Linked DNA regions of Mus musculus: region 1 is linked to region 2. A link is a contact called in public HiChIP or PLAC-seq data. All regions are on one chromosome and are shown on one strand. Each heading gives the region's core, a stretch centred on a gene start, on an enhancer-like site or on the middle of the called end of the contact. The rest is flanking DNA. Distances are from core to core; before and after follow the strand shown. Region 1 overlaps Gprin3 (GPRIN family member 3). Region 2 has its middle 53 kb from the start of Tigd2.

Region 1 (3,995 bases), core at 741-3,240, 91 kb after region 2:
GGATGAAGAAGACAGGAGGCCTCAGTGATATCCTGAAGGCTGGACTATGTGTCATGGACTTATGGAAAAAGAAAAAAAATTAAATAGGGTTTTACTATGTGAGTATCTATGGATAGGTACCATATGAACACCTGAGAAGATTTGCAGCTTAATGTATCCATTTGGAGAAGCAATTTCCACGGATTGTTCTCAAACCTCTCAATTTTGTAGGATGCAAAAGGAAAAAGCAAAAATCTATTTGTGCCATTTTGTGATGTTTCTAGAGTCTCTGTCCAAATGAAGAGTTTAGTTCTCATATCAAAGAAAACCAAATTTACTAATCAAATATTTCTTCTTAAGGTTTTCCTTTGAGAGGCACCATACCAAAATGAGCAGTTTTGATTTACTGAATTTGGGAAAGATGCCTACAAGTCTCTCAAGCTAAACAATCTAAGTATTGCATGTTTACTTTAAATCTGCAAACATTATTGCTGATTAGAATTATCTTTTCTCTCCTATTTGACCGTAGGAATAGCCCGTTGTAGCACTTTTTGACTAAGGATTCCTAGGGCGCACCATCTGGAGTGGACCCTGTGGACAGCTGCTCCTGTGTGCTTGTGTATACATGGTATGAGTGCTGACATGTGACAGAAGGCCTGGGTGTGTGTAAGTTAGGAGGCAGAAAAAAATCCTGGCAAAGGTGTGTGAGGCAAATAACTACTTACAGTAAAAGGGAGAGTTTTATTCTAAATCTCTAATCATTAATATAGCAATTTGATTGGTAATTTGACAGTAATTCCTACTTTATAAAGCATCCTTAATAGAAGCCAATTAGTAAGAAGCTGAAAATGTGCCTTATTAAGAAATTCATTATAAGTTCCAAGTATAACACTGTAATTATCATTCTCCAACTGGAAGGGTGCTGTCACCGTGGCCTACTTATGCAGCTACATACTCAGTTAAATTGCTCTTGTAGAAATCAAATGCAATGTAGCTCAGGATTCGGAGCACAGGTATAATTTTTATGTTTTTAATCTACAAAATAGAAATAAACTGAAAGAAAAACAAAACAGATATGTGGCTGTACCACTGATATTTGAGTCTCTAAAGTAAAAATAAGATACACGGCAGGTCCTGTTTTCTAGCTCATCAGGAGTGATTTTAGCAAAGGTTATTGCTCTTCCTTCCACATCTAAGTCTGAAGTGTTAACTGCAACCTTCAGATTAGCTTTGTGTAGACGATGAAGGTTGGGAGGAAGGCCTGCCCTAAACCTTCACCATGCTCCTTCTTCATCCTACCCCAGTGCACAAGCTGCTGCTGCCACCCCAACTCAGTGAGTCAAGGATGTTCCCATGCATGCCATTCCTGGAGAAACCAGTGAGGGAAGATGGCCACCCAAAGTTCAAACTGATTTCATGAAGACCTCTGAAGTGTAACAGCATGTCTCTTAAAAGTGATAAATCTGAAGCAATCTAGGTTGTACATTTAAGCAATCAGAACCTGTTAGCAGAGGACACACTTACAATACAAAATTTAACTATCCTCCTTAGTCTCATGACTCTAGTCACATACACTTCCTCTAGTGTAAGAAAATACCATTTTAATGTGGTCCAAAGCACAGGGATGCGCTTTGCATTTAATGCAGGAAAATGTGTACATATAAATTCATGTTTAGTATAGGCAGTATTCATATCTGGAGGTATAGGTAACTTTTCTAACAAGAACTTGTTCACATAAAAAGGGTTAGCTTTAGATGTCTATAGCCAGTTCATATTTGTTTTTTTTATACATTTTTGAATATTTTCATTTTATCTTATTTGTCCCTGGGATAACATACATTTGTTTTTCAAGTTTTCACATTAAGGTTCTTAAAAGCTACTTAAACATTTGTGGTTCTAGCATCCTCTTGTGGTACTTGCAACATTTTGTGGTACTAGCATTCTTACCTCAGTAATACCAGAAATTACCACAGTGTTGTTAGTAGTTGTTTTTGCTAGTTTTAGTGTAAAGCAGCTATTTTAGTGGAAATACCATCCTGTGATAGACTGAGGTGAAAATACCGAATGACTTCTGTGTATAAATAATGTCCTTAAAAACCACAGTGACGATCATTTCTTCTGAACTCGTGCAAGCTGTAAGCTTTGCTTCACTCTTGTATTCTATCAGTGGGAAACAGCATTTTATTTGTGGAAAACCCAACAATTCCTAATAGCTAATTTTTAAATCTAATAGTTGCGTTTACTCCTAGGTCTCTCAGAAAACAACGACAACAAACCTAAAACAAAACAGAAATCCAAACGTCTAAGCTTTGACACAAATAGACACAAGGAATACCACAGCTCGTACACTAGTGCAGTTCCCTTTTAGTCCAGCACAGAGGACGGAGCAGGGCGGACACAGCAGTTGGGGCGCCGGAAGTTTTGCAGCATGGACTGCAGAACACCATGTTGTCTCCCTTTAAGCTTCTTACTTGAAGAAGAATCTGAGGAAATTGATCTTCGAGTCTGGCCACTTTGTGTTTTAACTATCTTCTCATGTTCCCTAATTTGTCTTTGTAAATGGTTCTGGATGGCAACTCCCAGGGACTCTGGGTCCAAGGAAGCACCATACACCTCCCAGGTCATGCCCTGGTCATCCCACACCACATCCCTCACTCGCTTGGACTGTTTCAGATGCAGCTTGGAGTCTGCACCCAGCTGTTTCTTCTTCTCTCCAGGTGTGAGGCCCACCTGAGCAGCAGCTGCTGTCACACTGAGCTCCTTCAGGAACTCGCTGACCCGGCTGCCCCTGCGCGGGCTGGCCTTGACTGAGAGAGAAGGGGTCCTCTTACCTGAGCCTGGGCTCGAGTCACCTGTGCCATCTGATGGCAGGCTCAGACTCATGACTGTCTTGGGCTGCCTGAGTTCTTCCAAGGTGTTCTGTTGGCTCTTCCTCCCTGGGGAGGGTGCAGGACTGACCTCTGGTCCCTCACCTTCCTTTACCTGAGATTTAGGATTTAGCAATAGGGTTTTGGCATCTAGAGTGCTGGTGGCTCCAGGTGCATGGTCTTTCACGATAAGAGGAGACGCAGGCTTCTTGTCCTTTGCACCTTTTTTATCAGTGGGGTCCAAGCTCTCCGGGGGGTAGTCTTTGTTGGCACCTCCACCGGAGTTGGACGGTTTGCAGCTTGACTCTGCTTTGTGGTCTTTTGCAGTTTTCACTACAATTTCAGGTTCCCTGGGTCCAGAGTTCCACAACCCCTGATTTATCTCAGCTTGACTCCCTGCTGGGAGGGAAATCTGGCCAATGGCGTTAGCTTTCTGGAAGTCAGGATTAGTACCTTCAGGCTGTCTAGAGGTTGCCTCTTTGCTTGCTGACAACCGCAGGTCTTCCTCTGTTTCCGTGTTTTGACTGGAGGTCACATGGATCAGTGGGGATTTAAGGCCTTCAGCTGGTTGGTTCGCTGGTTTGCATCCCCCTTTGAAAGCCGCAGGAGTGGCAGTGGCTGCTTGGATATGCACCTGTGGTACAATGCTGGGGCATTGCCTTGACTCCTGGGAGTCTACCATGCTGTTAGAGAGTTCCAACAAGTGGTTCCCACTGCCCTTGCCATGGCAAATGACACGCAGTTGCTCCTGCCCATTCTCTAGCTCAGGAGCAGGATTTTCTTTTAAATATGCGGGGAGGATACTGGGGCTGGTAGAGACAGACCTGCTCTCCACACTTGCCACTGCCTGTACCTCAGCATCTTGCCAAGCCCTGCCAGAGACCTCCTTAGCCCCACTTTCAGCTTGGCAGGTCATTGTACTGGCTTCTTTAAACCTTGACACAGGATACTGTGCTGGTAGCAGTGCCTGCCTTGCTTCTGAAGAACATGTGGCCCCTTTGCTGGTGAGGTGGGACGGCGGAGGGTTTTCCGACCTTTCAGCTGTGGTGTTCAAGGCAGTGGCAGAGGGCTGTTTGTTCTCCGAGCACCCCTCTCTTACTGGAGGTTCACTGGACACCGCGGTGATGTTATTGATGACTTTCTGCCCTT
Region 2 (4,536 bases), core at 1,666-4,165:
GTTGAATACATATAGGATACATTTACAAATTGATCTTGTAATTAAATTGTTGTATCAGGTGCCAGAGCAACTTGATGATGATCAGACAACTACAAAGGACTGGAAACCGGTCCTCAGAAATACACTGAAAAGATTTCCTCTGGCTAGACAAGGAGATTGCCTTTTTTATATACATAAGTGAGAACTAGAAAGTTCTTCACACTTTATCAGACTAGAGACAAGCTTTGCTGAAGAAACCACTTCTACTATTTGTTTTAGGATATTTTTATCACACTGTGAACCCGAAGATTGTGTTATTTACTGGAAAAGCCTGTTTCTAGTTGTGTTGTGGCTCAGCCCTAGTGCACACCTTTACTCCAAGACCTTTCTGTTTATTGTAAACATGATTAAATAAAGTCAACCATAGATCAAGAGGTGGAGCAAGCAAGTTGATAGGAAGTAAACACAAGATTATTACAAAAATACCACAGAGAGGAAGATGAAATCAGGAGGATGGATAGAGACACACAGGAAGAGATTGAGTTTGAAGGAGGTTGTTTGAGATGGTGTGAGAGAGCAGTATTCCTTCTGGAACACTGGCTAAGGAGAAAGGTCAGCTCATGCTTTCTCTGCCTCTTTAAGGTAGTTGGACTTCACTCCAGCATCTGACTCTTGAGTCTTCATTGGTAAAAATGAAATGAATGAGAGTTTGTTAAAAACAACTATTATTGTTCTAGGCCCTGAAAAAATACCCCTCAGCTCTAGAGTAGAAAAGATGCAAGACTATTTCTACATTTGTTGAGAATATTGAGGAAGGAATGGGAATAGAGGGTGACTGTGTCTGCCAGAAGAACCATGTTTTCAGGGAAGGAGTGCATGCTACTGCTATGATTCCAGGATTGCTTGAAAATATTATAGCATAGTTTCAAAAGATCAGTTAACCCAATGTAAATTAATGACAAGAAGAACATGAGGGTAATGTGAAAAGAGGGTTATTAGAGATTAGTTGTTTAGTTATACCTCATGGCTACCCAAAAGGGAATTAACCCATATAATATCCGAGGGCAGTAGCAGATGAGAAGAAGGATGAATTAGCTCCATCCATCACCAATAGTCAAGTAGTGAGCTGCAACTTTGAAAAGGTTGAATATAGTCATCGAAGGGATAAATATAGCCATTATTACTGACGGCACAAAGACCATTCTTACCAATTCCCAAACTGTGGAACCCATTTCCAATGCTGCCAGTTGACCTACTTGGGTCCTGAACTAGCCATTCAGAATGTCTGTTACATTTTGTCTTTGGAGTAAAGGCTAGTTGTTGTATTGACTTCCACTTACTAAGAGCAAAGGCTCTGATGCTTAAGTAGCCAATGTGGTAAAGACAAAGAACATCTCATGATAAGCTGGAAAAAGAAGTCAGAGGTGGCCATTGAAGACAAGAGGCCAACAAAGCCAAGAGGCCAATATGTAGATTAAATGTTCATCCTGGATCCTTTGCAAGACATTGCCTCATGTAGACTTCTTTCTGACGTGGATGAGGGAAGGGGACATCAGAAAGTTGCTCTCCAGATATGAAACTTGGAGTTTGAATGGACTGACTAAATTCCAAGGGGGAGATGGATTATACAGAAAGTGGCTACATTGTCATTCATTCTCAAATGCTGATAAGTTCCATTTACTGTACCGCTTCTCCAAGGACAGCTGTTGAAAAGCAAATTGAGCTTCATTATAGACAAAATTATTCTCTATCCTCATAGTTGTAACAATAAAATGTCAAGCTGACATACATTCCAAATGCAATGTGCTTTTCTACAAAGTTTTGGTCTTTTATACACCCTTTAACATTAACTTGCCATACCTCTGTTTCACAATTCTCTTTTTATACTCTACATTGTATAATATTGGCAGAAATTCTGGTCACATGACAAAGAGTGTGGAGATAGCTACACACACATCTAAACTACCATTTTGAAAGGGCAGTAATAAACTTACATATATAAAATGGCATTTAAAAAAGGTGAAGCTCTGTCTTCAGAAGTCTTCTATCCTTCCTTCTTTGTGTTCTGTAGACTGCACAGGCCTGGCTCTGTGTGGGAGGAGCATAGTCACTTGTGTGAGACTATGAAAGACTAGTAATTATTCATAGTCTCACACAAGTTACTTGGTCTTCCTGACCAAGTTTTATTAAGGATTGTTACTTGATCCAGTTTTATTGACTATATAATTCTGAAAGAGTTCAAAATCATTAATACTTATACTGTTCATTATCACTATCTGTGCAGCTCAGCATGTGCACAGTAACATGTGGCATAAATACTTCTCAAAAATGCCCCCCTCACAAATTCGAATGGCATATTGTTATTCTTGGCTATTGTGAAGCAGAGTAAAATTTCAAAGTAAATTTTAATCTAGTCATATAAGCCACCCACTGAGATAACATAAAAAAAGATCCTTTATACTTAGATATATCTTCAATTCACCAGGCACGTAGAAAAATCTATCTTATTCAACACTATCCAAGGGCAAATGGTTGATCCTTTTTGCCACTTCTTTCTCTTTCTTTTCTTCCTATCTATGCACAAAGCCTTTTCAGTCACAGATAATCACCTTGTCCCCTTTTGACAACTTTATAATATTGACAAGGATACTATTTATGGAGAGTCCCTCTCCACTTGATGACACTTTCACACCCTTGTGCATAATCTCATCTCTAACAGGGCTTATATGGCTCTGGAAGATGTCATTGGGGGAGTTTGGAGTCACTGCAGAAAAGAATGCACTCATCAGTGTATTCTATTTTTACAAGGATGAAGCAACTAAAACTGTGCCCTGCCACAGAGGAGTTAAGGTGACATGTGATGCCCTGGAGAGGTAACACTGAGAAAGTACTCGGGTAGTGTGCACCACCACAGAGGAGTCAAGGTGACACGTGAGGCCCTGGAGAGGTGGCACTGAGGAACTACCAGGGCTGTAGACTGTTTCACAGAAGCCCCTCTTCCTTACTTCCTGAATTTAACAACATCCTGTCTAGTTTTTCTTGGTTTCTCACTTTCTGAGCTGATTATACATTTACATATTTATGTCTTCCTTTACTCAATAAATTAAGAATGTAACACACTACATGAAGAACCAAGGCAGGCAGAATAGCTCAGCAAGCCAGAACTCTGCTTGGCATATATCCCTTTCCTCACAATGTCCTTGGCAACCTGAGATCTGTACCTGCATAGAGCTGTATATGTGCCTTACTCCAAATGATACAACAGGTCAATCCTCCTGTAGCAACTCCTGGATAACTTCTTTTGTGATCATGTATCTTGTGAAATATTTATCTGGAAATTATGGACATCGGGCTGAACTAGGCTGGTTTGGGTTTTGGGTATATGTGCAGTTGAGCAAAATGTTCAGTCTAAGTGAACTTTTAGGGATAATCATGACCCCCATCCCATTGACTAACTCGTGCCTATGCATAATTTGGAATACATTTAACTTTTTAAACATATGCATCATGAGAAACAACATCCTGGGGGAGAGAACGACTTACATAACCAAGCCTGCCCATCAAAATAGGAAGGTACCTCCACTATGGCCTTCAGCAACCAACTCCTCCTTTCCCTGCAGTGCTTTGACAGAAGTCCAAAGCAACAGCTGTTTGAACTCTATATCTCAAGTGGCTCTCACATCTCTTGCAGTGTTTCTGTTGCTATGTCATTAAAACAAGCTTGCTGCTTTTCAGTTTTTGTGTGTTTTAATTTTTTTTTTGAGTAAGACTCCAATCTAGACAAGACTAGTAAGAATAGAATGACATTAGGAACTTGTTCAAGGTCAAGACTTCAAGTGTTACTTTAGAATAACTTCCTTCTCTCAGAGCTCAATTAGAAGGAAAGATCCATTTATGGTATGAATGCCATCATACCTCTTGTCCACTGTTCCACATTGGACCATGGAATCCTTACCTGAATTTGCCTTACTACAGCATTCCATAGTTATTCCCCAAAAAGAAATCTGCAGGAGGGAAGACAGAAATGTTGAGGTAATTGCCACTGGATAGTGCTGTGGGTACCACTGTGTCTTTGAGAAAGAAAAAAGGTGTAAAACAAAAACATTACCCTCAACTTCAGAAACTTGTCAGCTCAATAATATGGTAGCTCTTGCCCTCAAAGGGGGCATATTGGGGTATCAGTAAGTGAGCATATGATGATGTCATTGAAGAGAAAGCTGAGGAATCCAGGAAAGACTGACAAGTGCCAGTGGTTTAAATGGTGAATTTATCTCATAGTAAACAGGAGATAGGAAGTGGGGTTGGTGGGATGAGTGCCTGTAATATTCCAACACAGTGGGAGATTTTGAGTTTTTTGGAACTAGTGATTGAACAAGGGCCTTGCATATGCCAAATACATACTTTCCCAACTGAGTAAATCCAGACCTAGGTGTTTTTTTTGTTGTTGTTGTTTTGTTTTTTTGTTTTGTTTTGTTTTGTTTTTTTTATAATACTGTGTCCAATTTTCTTTTTCTTTTTTCTTTTATTATTATTAGGTATTTTCCTCGTTTACATTTT

What was found. HiChIP or PLAC-seq counts read pairs in DNA pulled down with a chosen protein or histone mark.
Region 1: a BATF HiChIP or PLAC-seq map of CD8 T cells shows a contact between it and region 2, with 7 read pairs. The contact joins two enhancer-like sites. A contact is called at or near these places in 1 of 39 promoter capture datasets (the 3T3-L1 cell line), 7 of 484 Hi-C or Micro-C datasets (the HL-1 cell line, Sertoli cells, cortical neurons and 3 more), 3 of 115 datasets of contacts at active chromatin or transcription factors (CD8 T cells, embryonic stem cells and neural progenitor cells) and 1 of 9 other capture datasets (embryonic stem cells).

The regions. Positions count from the first base shown.
Region 1 is chr6:59,350,686-59,354,680 of GRCm38.p6, forward strand. Gprin3 (GPRIN family member 3) reads right to left here. Exons shown (of 2, transcript NM_183183.3): 2 at 1,776-3,995. The coding sequence ends at 2,344. Among named protein-coding and RNA genes, the nearest start is that of Gprin3, 74 kb to the right of the region's middle. Within about 2 kb of position 1,991, at least 10 of the 459 cell types and tissues checked have an H3K27ac peak or open chromatin away from gene starts, as enhancers often do. A contact at or near this core is called in CD8 T cells, where this site is marked.
Region 2 is chr6:59,259,241-59,263,776 of GRCm38.p6, forward strand. No RefSeq gene overlaps it. Among named protein-coding and RNA genes, the nearest start is that of Tigd2, 53 kb to the left of the region's middle. Within about 2 kb of position 2,916, at least 9 of the 459 cell types and tissues checked have an H3K27ac peak or open chromatin away from gene starts, as enhancers often do. A contact at or near this core is called in CD8 T cells, where this site is marked.